2 separate regions of the Gossypium hirsutum genome follow, and region 2 is linked to region 1. The links are chromatin contacts, called in public Hi-C maps. All regions are on one chromosome and are shown on one strand. Each heading gives the region's core, a stretch centred on a gene start, on an enhancer-like site or on the middle of the called end of the contact. The rest is flanking DNA. Distances are from core to core; before and after follow the strand shown.

Region 1 (6,689 bases), core at 3,651-6,150:
TATGCAAAACAATGAAAAATACTTTGATACCCCATTATGTATTGAAAATCAATAATTTGTTAAGAGACTAGAGCTCCATATTGCAAATGAAAAATCAAGTCTTCTTTGTGAGAATTCAGTTGGGAAAGTTTGAAGCAATATAATTTTTGTAGTTTACAAATTCAAGTATTATTTCAAAGTCCTCTAATGACTCCCACTAGAAATACATGGTTAAGCCTAATTACCAAATTGAATAAAATCCAACGGCTCACTCGATATTTTCTTTTGAAGTATGCGAACATTTAGATTGTTAAATATAAAAGAAACTTTAGAATGGAATTTGAAGTCAAGACAATTATTCATTAAACAAAAACAAGTAGAAACATATTAGTAATACCTTGGTTTCAAATGAAGCTCCAGGAATTGAATTGTATAAAGAAATTGAAATCATTACAAACATCTGGAATTGTAGAAAGGATAGATCCTATAATCTTTAAGACAATCCATTAATAGCAATGCTTTCTCATAATTCAAAAAAATTAAATGCTATGAAGGTGCAGAATAGCAGGCTTAAAACAGCAAGATTGAATGCCCAATTCATACATAAGACCACGAATCTTTACATTTCTCCTGTTTAACCGACCACGAAATCCCTACAATCGATATATATGTGTGCGTGTGTATATATATATTGTCAAGGCTGGTGGAAAGAGTTTGGTCCTTGGTCGTGCTGGTTATTGACTGCAGGGCTCACAACAGAAATATCATGGCTGCTTCCCTCTGCCTCAGGGCTATCTCTCTTACATCAGCTATTCTTGCATCTGTTGCCTGAATATCACTCCATTCACCTTCACCAACTGGTTGGATGTTAACTTCACCCGCTGCCATGTGGACTACGCTCTCCTCAGGTACCGGTGCTGTTATCGAAACACTAAGACAAGCTTTGTCTACATTCTCTGACAACTCAACGTCCTTTGTATCAGGTGGACTGTTGCTAGTATTTGACGACTCCATCTTTTCCTCGAAAATTTGCTTCGTGTCACTCTGTTGTCTGCAAACAAAAATAGAAGACAAGATCAACTTCCGTTGCACTGCAACTAAGGATATTTATGCTAGCTTCAGTTCTATGACAAGCAACTCGATAATTCTGAACCAAGCTTTATTGTTCCAGTATAAAAGTAGCAGTAACAAACCATGTCAATAAATCAACTAAAAAAGGAACATATCTGACTAAATGATTTAATTAACCTGGATTTTAAGTAATTTACAGATGCTTAAAGTACATAGAGAATGGATTAATCAACCAAAAGGGGGAGGAAAATGAAAGTGTTGTTTGCATTACCATAGTAAAATAATAATCACGGACACAGTTCTTTTCTCTTAATGACCAATGATTTTGTCTTTGATTTTGCATTTCTAGATCAAAGAAGTGAGGAGAAGGAAGTTGGATGAAAGCAAACACATTTCTATTCAGCCGCAGAGGTAAATTTCTATCCAAATATCCCCCTAGAGCAAATTAAAGATGGCCATGAAATACACTATTTTGATTATGTGAGATGTATAGAGGGATCTGCATTCCCCAGAAGCAAGATTCCGTTAGTATATCACAAAATTAGCTTGTCTTGTCAATTATTTCTACAATTTGTGTTGGTGTATCAAGTGCATGAATGTATGAACCATGGTTCCAAGGTTTCCAGAAAGGGTAAAAGCAGGATGATTATGATAATGCTTAAAAATATAATAAGTCAAACCTTTGGAGATGTGCTTGTAACGCATTCACATATGCAAGAAGGTCTTGCTTTTCCTTCACAGCGGCTGCCTCTTTCTGCTCTGCTTCTTTTATTCTTGCTTCAGCATCTGTTTCTGCAACTCTGACCTTCTCCTCTGCTCTCAGAACTGCTGCTTCTAATATTACAACACGCTCTCGAGCCTTTGCAAGCTCATTACGCCACATATGTGCCTCCTGCATGGCAGAGTCTCTCTGCTTGATCAATTGATCCCTTTCTTCACTTAGGAACCCAAGCCTTTCTTCGGACTCCCTCAGCTATAAACACCAAGGAAAAACTCCAAATAAACACAATTATGATGCTTATATTTGGACATAGAAATCATGGCTACCTAAATAACAACTTGGTCAAGACAATTAAAAGTAACTTCTCAAAAGTTAAAATCAACATGACAGACTTATGATTCTTGGATGAGAATTCTTTTAAATTCAAAACTCTAGCCACACCACGTGAGCAATAAGATTAGAGTTGCACAATTCCAGTTTTAGCTATACCTTTAACATGGATGCTTCCCTTTGTTTTTCTGAATCTTTTGTTAAGCGCTCAATTTCTTCACAAGCAATCCTCCTATGTTCATCCATTGCATGAGCTGCAGATGCTGCAGATTCAGCAGCTTCAGCAGTCTCAGAAAGTTTATCTGCTATTTCTCTTATTGTTGAATCACGAGCACGAAGATCACGAGCCAAATTCTGCAGTTCCTCATCCTTGACTCGTAGTGTCTCCTACAAGAATTAGCTACGACTCAGAAAACAAAATCTTGGGAGAATGAAATGTCCTTAATTGACTAAGCACTAGCCACAATATAGAGACAAGAAGTCAAGTGAGAAAGCAGATTGAGAGACCCAAACAACACAAATTATACACTTATAGCTGTCAAGACGGGAACATCCACCAGGTTTAACAGCCCAGATTGGCATAAAGGTATTCTTAGGCACCATTATAGTCAGAATATACATCAGCATCCAATTTGGCCCATTTCAACTAGCCCTCATAATCATGCTTCGGAATCTAGATTAATATAACAAGACATGCACATTATCTAAGTGCTAGCTAGAGTTACTCTTGCAAACATTTAGCATAAATGTGCACATTCACATATCTGAATATCAAAGCATTTGCCTAACCAGAAACTACACAAGGACGAACCTAGGACCCAACAGCTAGAGGAATCACCTCGACATCCACTTGTATGTTCAAATAACTTAAAAGCACAGCATACAAGCACAATAGGTTGAACAGATAAACTGCTCATAGCATACCTTCATAATTGTAAAATCATCCATTGGGCCATCAGTGGGTCTATTTGTCACCAATCCTAAAACATTTCTCAAGGATACCTGCATTGCGGCTTCAATTTCTTTAGAACATTCCTTGGCTGTTGAATTGGCAGCTGCAACTACTGTTGCAACTGTACCTAATTTTGCAGAGCCGTTGCCACTTAAGGAATTGACAGCTTCTTTGTGAGCCTTTAGAACCAATTGTGTCGCACTAATTTTTGGAAGGGAGAAGAACACCGAACAGATGACATCAACCATATATATAAAATTAGTTGCCAAAAGAAGTCCATAAAACATATGGCAAGATACTTTTCAGACCACAAGCAGATATCCAGAGTCAACTTTAGACAATTGGAGAGAATCCAAAGAGTAATAAGAATTTATGCTTTTCTTTGAACATGAATCTCTTACCATTTCAGGCATTTTGGCCTCTTAAATACAACCAACCAAAAACTGACAAGTGCAAAAGGACATGTGAAATGTTTCTTATCAAGAAAGCAAAAGTGTTACAAGAGAGTTAGAAGCACAACATGCAATCCCTTAAACACGAACATATATATTCCCTCCCCTGCTTTCAGAAAAAAAAAATATTCCCTCCCCATAAGTTTGATTGATCCGTCAGCTTTGAAGTTCAAGTACCCACCACGTATCACCCACAAGACATCATAGCATAAACTTGTTCGATCAAACTTATGGAGAGGGAATACATGTGTGTGTATCACTTCTGAAACAGAAAACAGAATAATAAAAAGACTGATATAGTGCAGCACATTGTAAAAAACTTACTGTAAAGTTGATACCCAAGCTCTAGCAGCACCAGGCGTCTCTGCACAAAGAAAGTAGTCCTTTTTCTGGGGTGTCCCAATATCTAAATGGTAGTTAAGAAGCACACAAGTTTAGCAACTGAAAACTTCCACAAACATAAGCAAAAAGACCCTCGAAGCTTTTCAGTTTCTTAACAAGTTATTGGATACAGAAACAACAGCCATCATACTTTGGAAGTCCACTGTAATGAAAAAACAAACAAACAGAAAAGATAGGTTAATAACAATGCCCAGCTAAAGAATCGAGACTCACAGCAATAACTCGGAGGTGACAAATATGGATATATGTCAACATTGGCATGATCATTTCTCTTTTCCATATATTTCAAGGATCATAACTCTGTGCCTATGTCCAAATATATATCAAACACAAGTGCCTGTGTACTTTAGGGAAAATAAAGTCCAGGTAACAGACAGCAACAATCAACCAAACAAGGAACAAGAAAATTGTCTTACTGAAAGTTAACAGGAGACATAGAGATGACGCTGTTTTCATCAAACGTGATGATTCCCTTAATACTTGGCTCATTCCTCCTAGTCCTACAAAAACCAAAACAACAGAATTTCTAGTTTAATTTTCAGTGTTTCGAAGAAAACCAAAAATAATTAAGAAATGGAAACACACTTACTTGTATTCCATTTTCCCCGTCGTAGGGTCTAATATCACCCACCTTTCATTCCATTTCCTCAGCTGTTAAACCAATGTACAGTATATACACTAAATCATCAAATTGCTTGAAAATTCATGAATTTAAAAGAAAATACAAATTTATGAAATCCATAACTGATAATAGAATCGAAAAACTAAATGAATTTTAATACTGCTTAATTCCAGTAATAAAATTGAGAGAGAGAAGAAGAAGATCGTACGGTCTCAGATCGCTTGAGAAGTGGACCTTGGAGCAAGTTCCTACCGGAGCCAGAGGCCAGTTGCCGTTTGATCTTTTCCAAACTGTTTTCCGTAGCATCCCTAACTCCTTGTTCCTTTTTTCCAAAATTAAATACCAAAAGGAAAATCAATTCCAATCACCACAAATGGAGGAGGAGGAGAAGAAGAAGGATTTACCGTGGAAGCACCATTGGAAGCCATGAGAGAAGAAATCCAATAGAAAAGCTTTAATCTTCAGCCCAATGAAAAAAAAAAGAGAGGAAAAAAAAATGGTTAGGGCGAAATGTGGAATATATTTGAAGGGAAATTGGGGGGTGGTGTTGAAACTGAGAAGGGCTGTTAGGTTTAAGGCATAGACTAGCAGTTAGACGTAATGCTCAAAAAACTCAGATTGAAGACGAAATAGTTGATTCACTTCTGTCGGTTTTTTATTTTCAGGAGTTTACTACCTATCATAAAAATATACCCACTTTTAATATTTAATAAATATATGTAATGATTTGATAAAATAAATAATTTAAGAAATTAAATTTTAATTTTAGTAAATCATTAAAACCGATTGGCTCTTACCTCGATTGGCATTGTATTAAAAAAAATATGATAAAAGAAATTATAATGAGATTAATGTTTTAAAAAAATTTAAATAACTATATTTTAGATTGTATTTTAACTTATTTATTTAAAAATAAGTAAATTGGTTTTTATAGAAATTTTCTTAAAATTATATCAATAAGTATTTATTTTTGATGTTTTATATAAAAAAATATTAATAAATTTAATCCTTACCTCATTTATTCAGTTTCATTTCTAGTCTTTTAAAAGCAAATTGGCCCTCATTATTTTTATTATTCCTTGGTGCTATTTTGTTTTATATTTCACATTGATAAATAGTTTAAAAATTATAAAATAAAAATAAAAACAGTTCCAAGAATTCATCAAGAGAAGGGCCTCCCAGTGAGGTCTATTCTCAAACCTTGTTAATAATGAAAGAAGAGAAGAATTAGAAGCTACCATATAATTCAAAACAATTCTAAATGTCTTTTCTAATTTTAATCTAAAAATGTAAATAATTTTAAATTTAAAAAATAAAAACTTCCAAAAATTATAAAAGAACTTTTTTAAGAATACATAATTTTTGGAAAATTTTAATTAAAAATAAAATTCAGTTTCAATTTTTTAATTTAAGATTTTTTTTTTAATTTGAAAACATATACTTTTTTGAAATTTTATTTTTCAAATTTTTATAGGCTTTTTTCATAATAATTGGAATTATAATTTTTAACATTTTTTTTAGTTTTTAAAATTTTTAAAATTTTACTTAAAAAGTTGAAGGTTAATTTACTTCTAATAAAAGAGTAAAAGTCAAACCGATTAACACAATAAACTAATTTACCCATTTTCAATATAAAATAAAAACTGCTATGATATTTTTATCACATTTTATATTTTCTTTTTCAAGTTTTTATCTTTTTTTTTTAAATATTGTTTATAGAATTTTTAAGTTTATGAGATGTAGTAACAAAACAGTGATTGTGGATGTGATTGTTTAAGAGGGATTAAATGATGCCTTTCCTTTTGTGTTATTCTTTACTCCTTTTTGAGTTTTATGAATCTAAGCAAAGTATAAAAAGTGAATACTACTTACCTTCCTGCCTTCTTTTGATTAGCTTCTTTCTTTGTATGTTCACTCCGTTTGCTCTCCTAAATTTAACATTAGGGTGGGGTTTAAATTTAATCATAGTGATGGTAATAAGATGAAATTATATGTATATTAAACAATAAAATATAAATTAAAAATATATTTTTATTAAATAATAATTAAAATAATTGTATTACAACAAAGTTTTTTTTATTAAATGTGGAATTTAATCCATGTACTTTATCTTTGTACTTTTGTTTACATTACTCCTAAGAAAATATTTTTTTATTATTT
Region 2 (7,070 bases), core at 2,315-4,814, 81 kb after region 1:
AGGAATGATAATCAACAAATTACAAGCACAAAATTTTAAAATAAATTCGTATGAATTCATAACAGATTCAAAATAAAGTTAATAAAACAGACACTATATAAGTAATATTTTTAAATACATTTTTAGAAGAAAATCAAAATTTATAATCATACTAGTACACATATTAACTTAAATAAGTAATAACTATAGAGCGAACAACTTGATATAAATAGTACATATATATAATAATAATAAGTTGAAACAAATAAAATATATAATAAAGTAGGATTAAAAAAATATAAGTATATTTAAAGGGAATTTAAAGGTAAATAACTAGAGTAATATAAAATCAATGATATAAATAGGATTAAGATAATTTAATATAAATTATATATGTATATATAAAATAATAATAATATTGTATAAAAGCTTTTTTTTTTTGCATGAATCTTTAAATCAAATAAATATAAATAAAGTGAATTTCGAAACTATCTTCCGAAATAGAAACATCAAAAAATATACAAAACCTAAAATATATAAAAAGTGATAAATTTAAATAATACCAATATATATTGAGTTTCAAAATAAGGATACATGATAAATTAAAAAAAAAGATATGTGATAAATTTATACTATTAATAATGATATATTATAGAATTTTTAAACAAAGTAATAATACCTAAAATTTAAAAAACTTAAAACATTAATATATATAAAACATGAAACAATATTAGATAAAAATTTAATTGTAAAATAACATTAGATTAAAAATAATGGAATATTAAATAATTAAATGAAACAGGACGCAACATTGGACCAAAATGAAACAAAAGCAAAATATGGCGCTCAATTGAAAAGAATAAAAACGATTTAAAAAACATCAAAAATATATGGATCGATCGCGCAAATATCCCTTTCCATGCCAGGACGCGTGGATCTAGCCGCATCTAGGTCGGGTCCTCGGGTTGTTGCCTAAACGGCGTCGTTTGGATGCTAGGAACCCTAGCCCAGAACGGCGTCGTATGGTATTATTATTTAAACAAAATTTTCTAAGAAAAACATTAGCAGCCTTGTTTTTTTTTTTTTAAAAAAAATTCTTCTTGTTTCCTCTGCTAGGGTTTCGACCCTAGCCTTCAGCGCCGTCAGGGACTCCGTCGATTCTCACTGCGATTACACCGTCAACGGTGGTCGGAGCTGCACCCCTAGGGGCTTTTTAGCTCCTCCTCACGCGGATCCGAAGGCGTTACCAGGTAAGACTTCCTTTTTACCCTTTTTTTATACACGATTAAAAAAAAAGAAAACGGTAATGAAAAATTGAATAAGAAAGAAAAGAAAAGATCACCTTCAAAACTCTTTGATTTTCTGTTGTTGTATTTTTTTGTATTGATTTTTGTGTGTGTGTGTAACCCTTACAAACGTTAAAATGATGGCTTTATATAGCCGAAACTAAAATGAAAATTACAAAAGAAAAAATGTATTTTGCTCTTTTTGTTATTTTTCTTTTTTTGCTGTCGATTTCTGCTTCTTTTTTGTTTGCTTGTCCTTCCTGCAGGTACAGTGTGCAGAGACAGACATGGCGGTACGGATGTGGTCGTACGGAGGTGCGCGTGGCTGGGGAGAACGACGTTGGAGGTTGCTGTTACGGCGCTCGTGCTAGAACCGCATGCCTAGGGTTTTCTGTTTTTGATTTTTTATTTTGGGCTGCATTATGGTTGGGCTAGGGGTATTGGGCTTAAGCTAATAGGGTTTAGTTTACTGGGCTGTGTTTATTTTGGTTTGTAATCTGGACATTTGGACTTTTAATTTTTGATTTGGCTTATTTATTTATGCTTTTGGGCCCGGACAAATTGGGTCTATTACAATTATTACAATTATTTATAAATTAATAATTTTTAAGTTTTTTATTTTTTCAAGGTAAATGATGTGACCTTGTCACATGTAATAATCTTAAACTATCACGTCATTTTTTGTTATCACATTATAATCATTGGCTAAAAAAATTCAAATACTAAGTTGGAATAAAAGAAAAAAAAACAATAAGTATCAAGTTAAAATTAGTGTCAAGTTCAAATACCAAACAAGTATTTAAGCCAAAACATGAACTAAATTTTAGTTAGTTTGATTTTTTTTTTTGGATTTGATCAAAGTATCATTCATGTTTGTTTTATGGTTTATGAAAACTAATCTTTTGGGGATTTGTGATTGGTTTTCCAACAATGTTATCTTTAGTGTTTGAACTCGAGTCCTCTCACTAAGATAACAATATGTCTTATCATTGTACACAACACTTATTGGTAAATTAGTATGAACTTTAATGTAATATGTATTTTTAAAATTAATACAATATATTTGTTTTTATAATTGCACCAAACACGTCCATATGCCATGGATAAATTTTGTACATTTCTTCTCAATTTCTCGTCTGTTGACTTTGTACTAATTTGATTTTACATACTAATTGTTCAAATATTTATTTATACATCGTATTATATTTGTAATAGTAACATTTTTCAAATAAAATTATCGTTATTATTTTATATAAAAATAAGGGTAACTATGTGGTATACAGGCAATGAAAAATTCTTATTCCACAAGCGAGGTTGAGATTTTGTCACATATTTTTTTAAATTTTTTTAAAATACAACTTAATGACACATTACAAAATCTCAAGTTAAAATTTTCCACTACCTAGGAGGGTTGAGCAAAAAATCAACCAAATCGAGTTGAATTGACAATTCAAATTTTTTTATAGTTCGGTTTCGGTTAGATAATGCCATTGAACCACATCAATTTGATTCTGTTTCAGTTTATTTTATTGGACACTGAAAAGTCCAAAAGAAAAAATTTTAAAAATTTTAAAAAAAAGAGCCAATATTTTTTGAACACATAAGCCCAATAAACAACCCATTTAGAACCTAAAAAAAAATACATTAAATATAACTTTTATTATGCTTTCACATATCCTATAATTAAATAAAAAAATAAACCCTAAATCTAATTTGAGGGTCAATCTCTCACAACTTCATTGTTTATTTATTATTTTTATTAAAACTTATAAGAATTCAAGTGTTTATCTCATTTATACTTATTATGTGTACTGTATTCTTTTTTCAATTATTATTATTGTTAAAACTTTTAAAATTTTGGTCATCGTTATTAACATTTCCAAGTTGAGTGCTTTTTTGCTATCATTACGCGTTGAGAGTTCTAAAATATAAATGATTTAATATTTGATTATGTTCAATGAAGATTGAGAATAATTAAATCAAGGTTTAATTAGATTTTTAACAAACATTTATAATTATAAATTTTACAATTTATTTTTCAGATAAATATATTAATTAAGATTTTATGTATAATTAAAAAAATTGTTAAATAGTGTTTAAGAAACATAAAATAAAGATAATCTTATTTAAATAAAGTCCAAAAACAATACGAAAACTTGAAATCTATACCAATTTAGTATGGTTCGGTAATAACCATTGGTTCAGTATTTTAAAGAAGGCGGGAGCCGATCCGGAGCACAGGAAAAATATTGGAAGATGGGCTTTCTATAAAAAGTTAGAATTTGGGTGGATCTGAGGTACTAAGGCCCAGTTAAGCCCCAACAACTTAAAATGAAAGTTTTATTAGGGTTTTTTTTTCAGAGAGAGAAGCAAAGGGAGAAAGGAAACCAAACCAAACTAGTGAGCCGCTGCTTCTCTTCTTCTGTATCCCAAAATGGTTGCTTTTAGGGTAAGTTCAGATTTCTATTTTCTTTTCTTTTTCCATTTTTTTGTTGTTGAGACAATGGTGATGGGATTTTGGGTTTTGATTTTTCTTTGAAAAAAAAAAAAACAGTTTCATCAATACCAAGTGGTGGGCAGAGGCCTTCCTACAGAAGCAGATGAGCATCCCAAGATTTACCGTATGAAGCTTTGGGCCACTAACGAAGTCCGTGCCAAATCCAAGTTTTGGTCTGTAAATTTGCAATTTGCTGATAATTCCTGATTTCGTTTGTTTTGATTTCCTTGATGAGATAGGGGATTGGGATTTTTAATTTTGGTTTTCTGGATGTGTTTTGTTTTCCATGTTTAGGTATTTTTTGAGGAAGCTGAAGAAGGTGAAGAAAAGCAATGGACAAGTTTTGGCTATCAATGAGGTATTCAACCTTACTTGTTCTTCAATTTTGAACCCCCCATTAGTGTATGGCTTAAGCAAGCTAATAGCATTGCATTTTATCATATAGGAACCTTATATTATATTGTTCATTAACTTCTACTATTTAGTTGTGTCGATTTATGATGAAAGATTACAGTTACTCTGTTCATTCATAATTGGGAGTTACTGCATTATGAGTGACATATAAGGTGTTTAAGAAAAGAGGGGGAAAAACAAAAAAAGTTGGCCTAATCACATAATTTTAACTTGGAGGTTCTCTTATGCCTATATTTTAAGAGAAAAGGTGTTGTAAATAAAACACATTGGTTTTGTGTTCATTGTTTATTTTAGAAGAGAAAGTCTTTTAAGCATTAATATCTTTCTTAATTTGATTGCTTTGTTTACCATATACTAGATGTAGAGTTGTCACTGCTAAACATGGTAGGCTTATGTTCTATCCTTACTGTTTAGTTTAGCCAGATCTCGTTTCTCAAGAGGGAATGATGTTTCACCATTTCCATGTATATGGAATTAGACATTTTAAGCCACCCGAGTTAATTTTTGTGTGTTTAAGTGTTGCATATTGGATAAGAAATGTTCTATTTTTTTTTTGAAAAATGATCTTCTCATACTGAGCTTGAAATGGTCTTCATCTAGAAACATGTTTTGATCAATCGGTTTGATTGGATTTAAAAGAAGCATCATGCTAAATGATTAGCCTTAGATCTAATCTGGATGGTATTTAGTTATTCTTCTGAGCCTGGTATATCTGGTCATTTGATGCACCAGAATGAAGTACCACTGTGAGTGAAGATAAAACCTTAGATTGTGAGAAAAGAAAATACTTTCTTAAACTCTTTTGTATTGGGAGTTTGGATGTTTCGGAGTTGGGACAGTTGAGCTATGTGAATGAGACTAGGGACACGGGTAAGGATCCAAGTTTCGGACATGGTAATTCTTGAAATCTCAGACAGGGGACTCGGGGACGCTATCCAACAGTTGGACACGGAGTCTCCCATTTAAAAAATATAATTTTTTTTTCTGCCTCTCATAACCTAATTTATTTCCAGCCTTTGCTCTTCTTTTGAAAGGTGTTTTTTTTAAGCTTTAACTTTTGGCCCATTGTGAATTATAAAATAATGGGCTGGTCTGGAGTCTGGACCAGCGTTAAAAATTTTATAAAAAACCCCTAGAAACTAAAAGTGAAAAGTCACAACATTACACTTCTTCTCTATGCCGCCTGCTGTTGGGGCTTTAATTAGCAGATTTTTTTTTCCTTTTCCTCCACCGGCAATTTCTTTGTCAGAAGTCGTCGATGGTCGACGTCATAGCCTCATCGCCTATGCTGTGTATACACCTTTCTTTTCCTTTCTTCCTGTTTTTTTTTCCTCAGTTCTCCCTGCATTGTGTCCGTTGATTTTTGCTGGATCTGATCTGTTTCCAGTGTTGGAATCCATGTTGGATCGTGTCGACACTGGTACAACACCCCTTACTGCCGAGTCCGGATAACAGGGCAGTTGAGTAGAGTAGACAACATGCTTACATATTTACCTGTGCTTTATACCTTACATTAGTGTCAAACCTTGTAGCAATGCATTTGTGCTTTGATGCTGGCTCACTTGTGTTCCTTTGTTATTTTAAAGAGAATGATGCATTGTTCCTAAATTACCATGAAACCAATATTTTTCTCGCAATAAATGTTTTTGATTGCAGATCTTTGAGAAAAGCCCTACCAAGATCAAGAACTATGGCATTTGGCTGCGATATCAAAGTCGAACTGGTTATCACAATATGTACAAGGAATACCGAGACACAACCCTCAATGGTGCTGTAGAACAGATGTACACCGAGATGGCGTCTCGTCATAGGGTGAGGTTTCCTTGTATTCAAATCATCAAGACAGCTACCATCCCAGCAAAACTTTGCAAGAGGGACAGCACCAAGCAGTTCCACAACTCCAAAATCAAATTCCCACTGGTATTCAAGAAGGTCAGGCCACCAACTAGGAAGCTCAAGACGACATACAAGGCAACCAAACCCAACTTGTTTATGTAGTTATTTTTCATGGCTGGTGGTGGTAGGTCTAATGCCTAATAGTTTGATTACTTCACTTGTTAGATTGAGAGGGGTTATCAAATTTTGAACACTCTATGTTTACTTTTATAGTTCTTTTATGTTTCGAAGATTGTGTTTTGATGACTTTACTTTTTAATTTAATGAACATGGTGAATTTGCTAATTTCTAGTTGGTGAATGATCTGTATGATGCATCTGCAATGCATGGTGCGGTTACATTTTATTTTGGGATAAATATCACAATTATACATTAAACTTTGATTCAATGTGCAATTTAATATATGAATTTTAATTTGATGAACTTATATAAAATTTTGATTGTAATTTAAATATGTACATAAAATTTTAATTTTGATTTAATCAAGTACATTTAAACAAAGAAATACATCAATTTATTTTTAAATGGAATAAATACAAATATTTTTGTGTGCAATATACAAATATAAAATGATGCAATACTAATAACTGTATCAAATTTAATTAATGTATAAAATTGTACGAGTTAAAATTTCTGTATGTAGTTACATATTAAATTAAAATTAATGTATAATTTTGATATTTATCTTTTTTATTTTCTTCCAATTTTTTATTTTCTTTAAATATCTGCATTAGTGTGGATCCTAGCATTTGAAGGATTTAAGAGAACTATTGCATCAAAACCAGAAAATGTGGGAATTTGAGAGAACCAATAATTAGTCTAAAATCGAGAACTGGTTTATGCGGAAAAGCTTGAAAAAACTGATGTGTTTAAACTTTTGGCTCAGTTCGGCCAAAAAGCATCCAGTTGGTTCATCTCTACGTATGGTGGATCTGCAACCGGTAGTGCTTCTTGACCTCACGAGAACCAGTGAAGGGTGAACAAAAATGGAGAATGAT

Evidence for each region. Hi-C and Micro-C count contacts between places; a contact is called where the count stands out from the background.
Region 2: a Hi-C map of leaf shows a contact between it and region 1, with 1.8 times the contacts expected there. The contact joins the promoter of LOC107954849 here to the enhancer-like site in region 1. A contact is called at or near these places in 13 of 34 Hi-C or Micro-C datasets (callus, cotyledon, leaf and 1 more).

Annotation. Positions count from the first base shown.
Region 1 is chrD07:49,226,516-49,233,204 of Gossypium_hirsutum_v2.1, forward strand. It overlaps the pseudogene LOC121219515. Among protein-coding and RNA genes, the nearest start is that of LOC121219514, 6.3 kb to the left of the region's middle. Within about 2 kb of position 4,901, at least 6 of the 9 cell types and tissues checked have an H3K27ac peak or open chromatin away from gene starts, as enhancers often do. A contact at or near this core is called in cotyledon, where this site is marked.
Region 2 is chrD07:49,308,549-49,315,618 of Gossypium_hirsutum_v2.1, forward strand. It overlaps LOC107954849 (60S ribosomal protein L18a), which reads left to right and starts at 3,565. Exons shown (of 4, transcript XM_016890537.2): 1 at 3,565-3,714; 2 at 3,820-3,935; 3 at 4,057-4,120; 4 at 5,833-6,357. The coding sequence starts at 3,700. The coding sequence ends at 6,174. LOC121219516 (a long non-coding RNA gene) reads left to right here and starts at 972. Exons shown (of 2, transcript XR_005916318.1): 1 at 972-1,229; 2 at 1,532-1,802.